2 separate regions of the Mus musculus genome follow, and region 1 is linked to region 2. A link is a contact called in public HiChIP or PLAC-seq data. All regions are on one chromosome and are shown on one strand. Each heading gives the region's core, a stretch centred on a gene start, on an enhancer-like site or on the middle of the called end of the contact. The rest is flanking DNA. Distances are from core to core; before and after follow the strand shown.

Region 1 (4,675 bases), core at 1,339-3,838, 250 kb before region 2:
TTTGACATCATCTGCCGTTAACTACAATCCTGCACACCTGTGAGGGATTTTTCGGGATTGAATTATTTAAAGTGGGAAGATCTACCTTAAATCTGGGACACACTCTCTAGTGACTAGAGATCTAGTCCTATACAGGGGACCGAGAAGAAGGAAGCTCTCTCTTTGCTTGCCCTCACTCTGGACAGCATTTCATTCCTTCACTGGCATTAGAGCTTTCGTCTTTGGGATTCCAGTGTGCACTTTTAAGATATGTGTTCATGCAATTAAAAAAAAAATACTGGCTTCTGGGACTTTCCATTGGGAAACAGCCATTGTTGGACTATAACCTGTAAGGCACTATAATAAATCCCATATATATACTCATTCTATCCATTCTGTTTCTCTAGAGAACCCTGAACAATACATTTCCCTTTCTTACAAGCCTCGGGGGTCAGGAAGAAAGCCTAATAGAAATCCATACAGCAAGAGACACCATAGCATAATGGATATCACACCATAGTAACACACAGATTCCTTTTAGGGGGCAACCAGGTTAAGTGCACATGGTGGGTGCTCTCTCCCTCTGGAGGGAGGGTGCTCCCCAAGGCAGCACACCAGGCCTCAGTAAACACCCCAAAGAAACCCTAGGATCCATGCTCCCTCCCTCCAGGAACAACTCCCAGGTATGGTCTCACAGCTCCTCAAGAAGGTCCCAGACCCGTGCAGCCTCCGTGTCCACAAGGTCACTCGTTCAGCAGTTCACCTCTTGCTGTTTTCCTCTCTCACCTCATCTTCCTGGTGCCCCAAACCCTGTTCCTGAGAGAAGTCACCATCTAAAATACCAGGCTCTGCCTCTGGGGGTGGGGGTGGGGGGGTCGCAGTCTGGAACAGATGGGAAATGTACAGCTGGCTCTAGGTCACTGGGTTGGCTTTTTGCCAAGACACAAACAAGGCTGATATACACACACAAAACAGCACTCCTGGCTGGTTCTAGTCAATGCTGGAGGGTGACTCTGTATTGTTGGTGCACACACACACACACACACACACACACACACACACACACACACCAATTTAAAAAGTCATGCAAATATTTTGTTCCATTAATACAACACATTTATACCCCTGCTAAATCGGAGGTGAGAGAGCAAGTGTCGCCTGTACTCCAAGAGATGGTTTTTCGTCAATAATATATACAATCACCATGGATCACTCCCAGGTTAAAGATCACCAGAGGTGATGGGATTGGGGCTGTCAGCTAGGTCTGGATACTAATGCAGGTGCCATGATCCTAGGCTAATCCGCAGGGAAGCGCACAGTATGGAAGGAAGGAAGGCTCTGTGTAGTGGTCACGTCTTTGGATTCCCACACTCCTGTCTCTCCTATTGCTGCTATAGCACAGGTTTATCCCATGTAGTTTTAGGGGCTAGAAATCTGAACCCAATCTTATGGGGTAAAGCCAAGGAGATAGCCAAGGAGACAGGGTGAACAGGGAGGGTTAGACTTACAAATCCTTTCTCTGCCCTTTTTTAGCTTCTCGAGTTTACCAATCTCCCTGCCTCTGGTACCCAAAGCACACTCATTTAGTCCGTATCTGTCATCAGTTCCTGTGGTTGAACCTCCCTCCACCACCTCTTACAAAGACACATGTGTTTGCATGTAGGGCAGAAGTAGGAACCATGCATGGTACGGCCTGGACATGGTCTGAATGCTGAAACCTTAAGTCTCCCAGACTGGAGATGTTAAGAAAAGGTAAATTCTCTAAGAGGTGGGGCCTAGCAGAAGGTAATCGGTGGTAGGGTCGCCCCTAAAAGGAATTCATCTAGCCACCCTGCTAGATGAAAAGAACAACCTTGCCCTATCCTAGACTCTCTGGTTTTCTGTCTCTCCCAGGGATCTCAGCACCCAATGATGCTGGCGGGAGGCTCTTGAATCTCTTCTTTATCAGTTCTTTATTAATGAAAATACCAAGAAATCCTGACACCCCAGGCTCCTCCCATCTGCAAAGGCCCCTTTGCTCTAATAGGTAATGGTCACAGACACTAGGGCTTGGGTATCTTTCGGGATGCACACTCTAGCAAACTTAGTTTACTGCCCAACCCCCTCCCAGCCTCACTTGCCTCTCCTTCTTGCACAAACGCACCTCCCCCTTGTCCCTGTATCTCCAGGAAAAGTGTTCTCTGAGACAAGACCTTTGTCCTGATCTCTTGTGCACGAGGAAGCCTCTGGATTCTAGCAGGCACTATTGCAAAGATGATGGCTGGGTGTTCACAGTATGGACACAGACTTAGGTTCTCATACCCTAGGTGCAGACAAGTTGCTGAACCTGGAGGATTCTGGTTGACAAGTACATTAGGGATGGTGCCCCCCACCCCAGCGTAGGTAGAAAGTGGAGGCTAAAGGTCATTTAAAAAGAGGGGCAGTCAGCTGTGCTCATTCCCCTTTGCATCTGCCTTCTAGAAAGAAACAAGTAAAATTAAATTTTTCTTGTGAACTATCAAAAGGAGTTGTTTGACAGCATTTTTCCATTCCAGTATCATTGTGCAGGGACTCAAAAGCTGGGTGACGCCCACAACAAAGGTCGCCATGGAAACCGCTCACCTCCCTCCTGAAAATCATGACTTCAACCGCTCCATCCTCCCAAACCCACTCCAGATTGTTACCGAAGAACCTTTGTGCAAACAAACACCAGCGACTGCCTGAATGGCAGGAAATGTGGCAGCTTTTTTTCTAATTTTAACTTTGCTCCAGGAATGTGTGTGTGTGTGTGTGTGTGTGTGTGCGCGCGCGCGCGCGCGCGCGTTTGGAACACTCAGCCAGGGGCCCACATTCCTTTGCAGCCACCTCCAGGGAGCCCAGAGAAAAAGCAGCTCTCAGGCAGGCCTTCTCAAAGGAGGATGCACCACAAACATCACTCTACTCCAGCCAGAGTGGAGTCCAGGGCCTGAGCACTCAGGTCATGGCCGGGAAAACCTAGAAAACAATCCTGCCAAGCATCCCCTGGGACAGAAGGGTTCCAAGGAGTCTCATTCTGTTTTAAAGCCTTGCACGGTGGAGTGCCCCCCCCCCCCGCAGTGAAAGAACACTCTAAGAACCAGCGCGTTTTGCCTAGTTCTAGTAAATTCCAAGACTTTGTAGGATCCAGTAAGAAAAGTGAACCGAAACCATGTAAAAAATCTAGTTGGAACAAAGGAGAATAATAACATGAGTCTGGGGGAGGGGAGGCAGATGTACCTGCATTGAAAGTCTATCAGATACACATCACCCCGGGCGGACCAGCTCCAATATCACAAGGTGGTCAGTGTGGAGCTTGATGCAGAGGAATAGCTGGTGGGGGTGGGGGGAGGTGTGTGCAGAGGATCCGATTTCCACTGGCAGTTTGCATGCTGGGGCAGACAAAGCGCTTCCCTGTCACATTCTACCATCCTACAGGTAGTCCTGCTTCAAAAATCCCCACAGCAAAGGTGGGGATAATTCACACAGGTGAACCCAAGGACAGCCTGGTGGGTCAAAAGGAACCCAGCTCTGCACAGCAAATGACCACAGATAACAAAGGTTGGACATTTCTCCATTTCAGTGGCTCAGGAAGCAGGGTTGGTTTAGCTGAGCGAAGACACCATCTTCTGGGGTCTAAGCCTCTCTCTCAAACAAGGTCAGGGTCTCATCAAGGTTCAACCTGATCACCTGGTTGGAGCTAATAGTGGTTTGTGGCTTCCTTGCTGTGCCTGTACGAGACCACCCTCGTCCCACCTCAGGGGAGTTTGTGAACAAAGCCAACGAGTTATTAAGCAAGTTCACTCACCTAACCACAGAGAGACACTCACCTTTTGTTGTGTTTTGTTTTGACTTGACACAGAGATTCATGTAGCCCAGGCTGGCCTCAATCTCCCTATATAGCTTAGGATGGCCTTGAACTTCTGCTCCTCCTGCTTTCAACTTGTGCATGCATCCAGTCTGAGGATCTAATATCTTCAGAGGAACTAATCTTATAAGAGGCAGCCAGAGACAGGAGAGACCATGAGAGTGAACTCTGTGTGGTACAAATGTAAACAAGCAGAGGATGGTCGACAACACAACAAGGTCGGGAATAGCTCTCCGCATTACTTAAGATCCACCAGATAAACGGACTGACTGAGCTCAATGGATGCCTCAGCGTTTGGTGCTGTTTCAGAGGACCAGGGTTTGATTCCCAGCAACTACATGGCAGCTCACAACCATCTGTAGTTCTCACTGCAGGGAATCTAATGCCCTGCTTTGGTCTCCATCAACACCAGTCACACTCATGCAGGAAAAAAAAATACTCATAGGCATAAAAAAATTAAAATTTAAAATATTTTAGAAGAACACTACATCTGAAACAGGGGGACAGGAAGGACAGGCTGAAGTCGGTCTGTGCCAGCAGTGGCTGTGTAAGTCTGGACGAGAGCTCTCTGTTTGTGACTCTTCAATGACCACACTGATGTCCTGCATTCTGTCTATATGTTTAGGGGGTCACCTTCCTTGGTCCCTTGCATGGCAGTGACAACAGCCACTGAGAGCCTCCGAAAATTCAGCTTGTTCCTGCTGGGCATCCCTCATTACTGTTTATCTTGCTCAGAAAGAGAACCAGGCCAGCTCAAGCCCACACCACTGCCCGGAAATCCTCTTTGCCCTCCTTGCTAAACCTCAACAGCGGCCTCGGATTCTTCTCTGAGGC
Region 2 (4,859 bases), core at 286-2,785:
TATTTTGGTTTATGTAGCAGAAGAGGAATGTATAACATGCGGGGGTGGGGGCTTAGGGTGAGGGGTGACAATAATAGGCAGCTGGAGCGTGAAGCTGTAAGATCACATCTTCTATCAGACACATGAAGCTGAGAGAATGAACTGGAGATGGGTGGGGGCTATAAATGCCCAGAACCCGCCCCTAGTGATGTACCTTCTCCAGCAAGGCTCTGCCTTTCTAAAGGTTCCATGATACATGCCACCCTTCCCCCCCCCCCCCCCCCCCCCGCCGAAACACCACCACCAAATGGGGACCAAATACTCAAATACAAAAAGCCTACAAGAAACATTTCTCATTCAACCCATCTCATCAAGCACGGGAAAAGATTAAATGTCATTTGACTACTCAAGGGGGAAAAAAAATCCCGTAATTCAGAAATTTGCTGATGTAGCAGGAATCCTGGGCCATGTGAGTCAGGGTGCCTGAGCTCTTATCTCAGCTGTGTCATTACCTGTGGGCAAATCTCCTGGACTCGGTACTGTTGTTACATGGTGGGATATATAATTAGAAATCCAGAGCTAAGTACACTGCCATCCACCAAGGTGCTTTCAGTATTTCCCACATGGTTGGAGAGCTCGGACCCTGTTTGATGATCTACCAATGACTTGGACTGTGGGGGAAGAGTCCAGAGAGACCCTGCTTCTTCTGTCTATCAACAACTCTTCAAAAGGCAATCAGTAGAAAGGCTCTGGGAAGGTCCAGAGTCTCAGGAATAATGATTACGTATTAGCCTTTAGAGAGCTCCACTTTCTGCCAGGAATCTCCGTCAAACGCCACAGGCAGATGATTCAAGACCTCTGCTCTGCTCTGGATCCTCCTGCAACGTCCCTGGCAAGAGGAAAGATATTCTAGGAGGACATACATACTCCTCCCTTTGGCTACCAGACTCTTGAGACAATGGAATCTCTCAAATCAAAATTTCCCAGGAATCCCTCACTGATAAATAAATAAATAAATAAATAAAAATAAAAAAATAAAAAAAAAGAAGGCTGGGAGCTTAGTACTGGTGGGAGGAAGCGCTTGTCTCCTGTCACCTTTTCAGGCTACCAGTGATGGGCGTAGAGGTAAAGCCTGCCCTCTTAGGGCTTCTAGGCCCAGGCTCTGATCCTAATAACTCTGGTTCAGCGGGACTGAGGAGGGTGCCCGGCCTGTGGGCGATCTCTGGGGATCAGAGGCTGTAACTCCAAGGGTATCCTCACTTTCCCTCTAGTACCCCTGGCAACTCACAGGGAGTCTCCTGAGCCTACCCAAGCCCCTCCTGATCCAGGAGCTTAGAGAAGTGAGTCCGAGGGAGAGTCTCCACAGTGAGTTAGCTGTGTGCCCCGATTTGGTGCCATTTGGAAGGAATGCTCTTCAACAGAGCCCTTTCTCCCAAGACTGCTTTCAGACTGCAGTCCTTTTGTTCCGGAATCGCTTTGTTTCCTTTTCATTTGAGCCCCAAAGCCATTAGGCCTCACACTCCCTGCTCTGTGTGGGCATCCAGACAGGGATTGCAGATGGCTGGACAGAAGGGGCCTTGTGCTCTCAGCTGGATTTGCCCCGGGAGCTTCCTCTAATGTATAGCATCTTTCACTAACATTTGCTTTTTCAAAGCCGCCTTCCCTGCACAGAGGTTCTTTCTGTACCCATGACACAAATCCTGCCTCTGCTTTTCTTCATTGTAAGTTTATTTGTTTCGAGCCTTTCATAGAAACACACCCCTGGCTTCTTACTTTAGCAGTGCAGACCGTGGATTCTCTGCCAAAAAGATGGTCTCCTCTGGGGTCCACCCTACTGATCACATACTCCCTCTCAACCACTCCCTTCTCTCTCTCTTCCCTTCCACCCCTCCCCTCTCTCAATCAAAGTCTTTTCTTCAGAAAGCAAAGCAACTGAGTTAGGTCTTCTTCAGGTTCCTCTTTTTTCTTTAAGATGCCAGTGCCTGGAGCTGGACGGATTTTGCCCAGCTGCCATCCACCAAGGTGCTTTCAGTATTCAGAGTCCTGGGCCCCACCCAGGCCCCCTGAGCCTCAGGGGAGGTGCAGCCCCGGTAGTTTGTATTCATAGCAAATGCCCCAGGTGTTTCAGAGGAGACAACTGAATTTATTTAGCAGCTTGCTTCTGCTTGCAGGAGTAAACAATCCTTTCAGAACATCGTGGAGGGAGGTGCAGGACAGCCTGGGGGCACCCCCACCTGCTCCTGCTGCTCCCTAAGCAGCCTTGGCTTTGCTGCAGGACACAGGTGTGTAGGATTTGGCATAAGGAGAAAGCACAACAGACAGCTTTGGAAACTAATGATCTCTGGCTACTCCTGAGACTCCCTTCCCCCAAAGCTTTTTTTTTTTTTTTTTTTTTTTATTCCAGGGTTTCAACCTAGTGCAAACCAAGTACAAGCTTAGCTTAGAGTTAAGGACTGGTCATGAACATGATGACAGCTACATATAGTAATGGGCTCTTTCCAAAGACTCCATCCTTCACCCAGTCTTCCTGAAGGATGCCGAAGCCCAGGGTTGGTTAGTGTTACTCTGGAGACTGGAAGCAGAATTCCTCTCCGTCCACTTAAAGAGCACACATATCAACACTTTATCCGGATAGGAATGGACATCTCTTTGCCCTCTTCTGAGGATTGATGGAGAGCCGGTGCTCCTTCTCCTATGAGAGACTGAGAGACTGATGAAAACTGATCTATCCTAAAGCTGGTTCCAACTCTATACATGCTGTTCTCCTAACTCAGTCAGATCGATGGGAGACGCTCTGGCACCATTCAGTGCAGAGAAAAGACAATCATAAAAGAATTGCCTGCCACATGACCCTGGGATGAAACGGGGAACAGTGAAGAGCCGGGAGCTGTGGGAATGTGCCCCCTCTTCGTACAAATGGCCCAGGGAACCTGCCTCAGGGGACTCTGCTATTCACACACATGGAGAAGCACAAAGGACCACCTCAGTGTGGGCTGTGCTGTGCTCTAAGAACTGCAGTGTCATTCTGGGGTCGCCTAGGGAACGTCTGGGTGGGTGTCTCTCTGGCTAGCATCCCTGGTATGTATTGGGATGAATGCTGCCGGAGCATGCTTGATTTAGCAGCTGGTGTGGATTTGTTTTTTGTTTTTTTGTTTTGTTTTGTTTTGTTTTTGTCCCCATGAGTAATGCTGGGGAATGGGGAGGAGTACACAGAAAACAATGTTGCAATTTGGATGATAAGCTGATTGGCATGCAAAGCTCCTATGAGACACTTTAAAAAGTCTAAGCCGGGATGGATTGTAGCTTCTTCATCTTGGTGAGAACTTTTATCTTGCTTCACTTTTGCCGACAGACAAATGAACAACGAAAAGCACCTTTGAGTCACCAGGAGAGAGGACTGGCCACAGCTTTAATTCTGGTACCATGGATCTGAGGCTACGTCCTACAGCAGCCCCCTCATCCTCCTGCCTAGGAATGGGTAGCAAGTTGGGTTTGGGGTTCTGGGATATAGGTGGTAGCCTATTGGTATTTGTGAAGAAGGGGGCAAGATGATGAGGGCACACTGGGCCAGTAGAGTCAGGAAGAACCGCATTCCAACCTTTTTCTGCTGTCTTTCAGCATGGGACCACCAAGAGAAGCCTGCATCCCGAGGATATACAGAAAACTCTGAAACCCCAGTACCACCTGCTAAGCCTCCAGTAGTCTCAGGGCTGAGAAGGGGAGGACCATGTGCATTGGCCTTACTGGGAAAGGCTAGGCTAGAAAGGCTATTTCATCCCCAAGGCTGGAGGTCTTCCACCCACTTCAACCCACACCAAGGAAATGAAAGTTCACACATAAAGTTCTAACTTTAGCCAGAGGAACAAAGGATGCTTAGAGAAGTCAGGAAAAGGATGGAACTCTAGCTCAGACAGACAGACAGACAAAGAGAAATACAGAAAGACACAGACACATAGAGAAACAGACGCAGACACAGAGAGAAGGAAACAGAGACAGACACAGAGACAGAGAGCCTACTTCCCTACTGGCCTTTCCTTTCCTGACCTCGAGGCTGGGGCCAGTGGCTGCTGTTTGTTTCTCCGGTGTCAGCTGTATGTGCAGAAGGGGAAAAGGGGAGGTTCTAGCTGTAGTCTTGATGCTCTTGCTCTCTGGAAGGCCAGTGATGAGGCAGGAGCATTGCTTTACTTGTTATCCTGAGGAGTGTGAGCCGATCTCCCCAGCTCTGACATCATACCTCTTTCCCCAAAGAACCGGTGGCTGGCTGCCTCTTCATTATCCTAAAGAGAGAGTTCCAGTGAGCTAGGATGTCCTCCCAGCACTGCTGAGCCCCACCTCAGCCCAGGTAGAGGGAAGCCTTCTTCAGGGTCCTCACAGACCCTCCAGGGGAGCCCACATTCAAGTGACTTCATCACAAAACAGCACAAGGTATATAGGTCAAAGAAGGCATAGTTAAAAGGATACAACCTTGCTGCTGTGATATAAACATCATTTCCCCACTTCTAAAATAAATCAACAAAGGATGCATTTTTCCCTACAGCCTCAGTTTTCTGTCGTTCATTACTGAAACTATCAGGTTTCTGGGAACCTCAAGACTGGGTGTTCCCACCTCACTTCCCAAAGCATCCAGAAGACCAGGACACACAAGAAAGCTCCTGTGCTGGTGCCACATCCACCCGATCTTGCTCACAAGGCTTCTGTGTGATTACTTAAACCGACCGCTTCTAACCAGCATAGATCCGGTAGCCTGGGATTGTCTGCTTGGATCTTGATTCAGCCTGGGGATAGCTTCCGGGCTCTCTGCTGGGACACCTCATTCTTTGGCATAAGAGAAAGCAAATGTTTTCTGCTATGTCAAGAGGGATGTTTCATGCTGGCCACAG

What was found. HiChIP or PLAC-seq counts read pairs in DNA pulled down with a chosen protein or histone mark.
Region 1: an H3K27ac HiChIP or PLAC-seq map of embryonic stem cells shows a contact between it and region 2, with 4 times the contacts expected there. The contact joins two enhancer-like sites. A contact is called at or near these places in 1 of 484 Hi-C or Micro-C datasets (embryonic stem cells) and 6 of 115 datasets of contacts at active chromatin or transcription factors (differentiating embryonic stem cells, embryonic basal ganglia, embryonic stem cells and 2 more).

Annotation. Positions count from the first base shown.
Region 1 is chr1:89,090,829-89,095,503 of GRCm38.p6, reverse strand. All of the region lies in intron 1 of Sh3bp4 (SH3-domain binding protein 4), which reads right to left. Among named protein-coding and RNA genes, the nearest start is that of Gm34331, 10 kb to the left of the region's middle. Within about 2 kb of position 2,588, at least 101 of the 459 cell types and tissues checked have an H3K27ac peak or open chromatin away from gene starts, as enhancers often do. A contact at or near this core is called in differentiating embryonic stem cells and embryonic stem cells, where this site is marked.
Region 2 is chr1:88,836,962-88,841,820 of GRCm38.p6, reverse strand. No RefSeq gene overlaps it. Among named protein-coding and RNA genes, the nearest start is that of Platr5, 85 kb to the right of the region's middle. Within about 2 kb of position 1,535, at least 83 of the 459 cell types and tissues checked have an H3K27ac peak or open chromatin away from gene starts, as enhancers often do. A contact at or near this core is called in differentiating embryonic stem cells and embryonic stem cells, where this site is marked.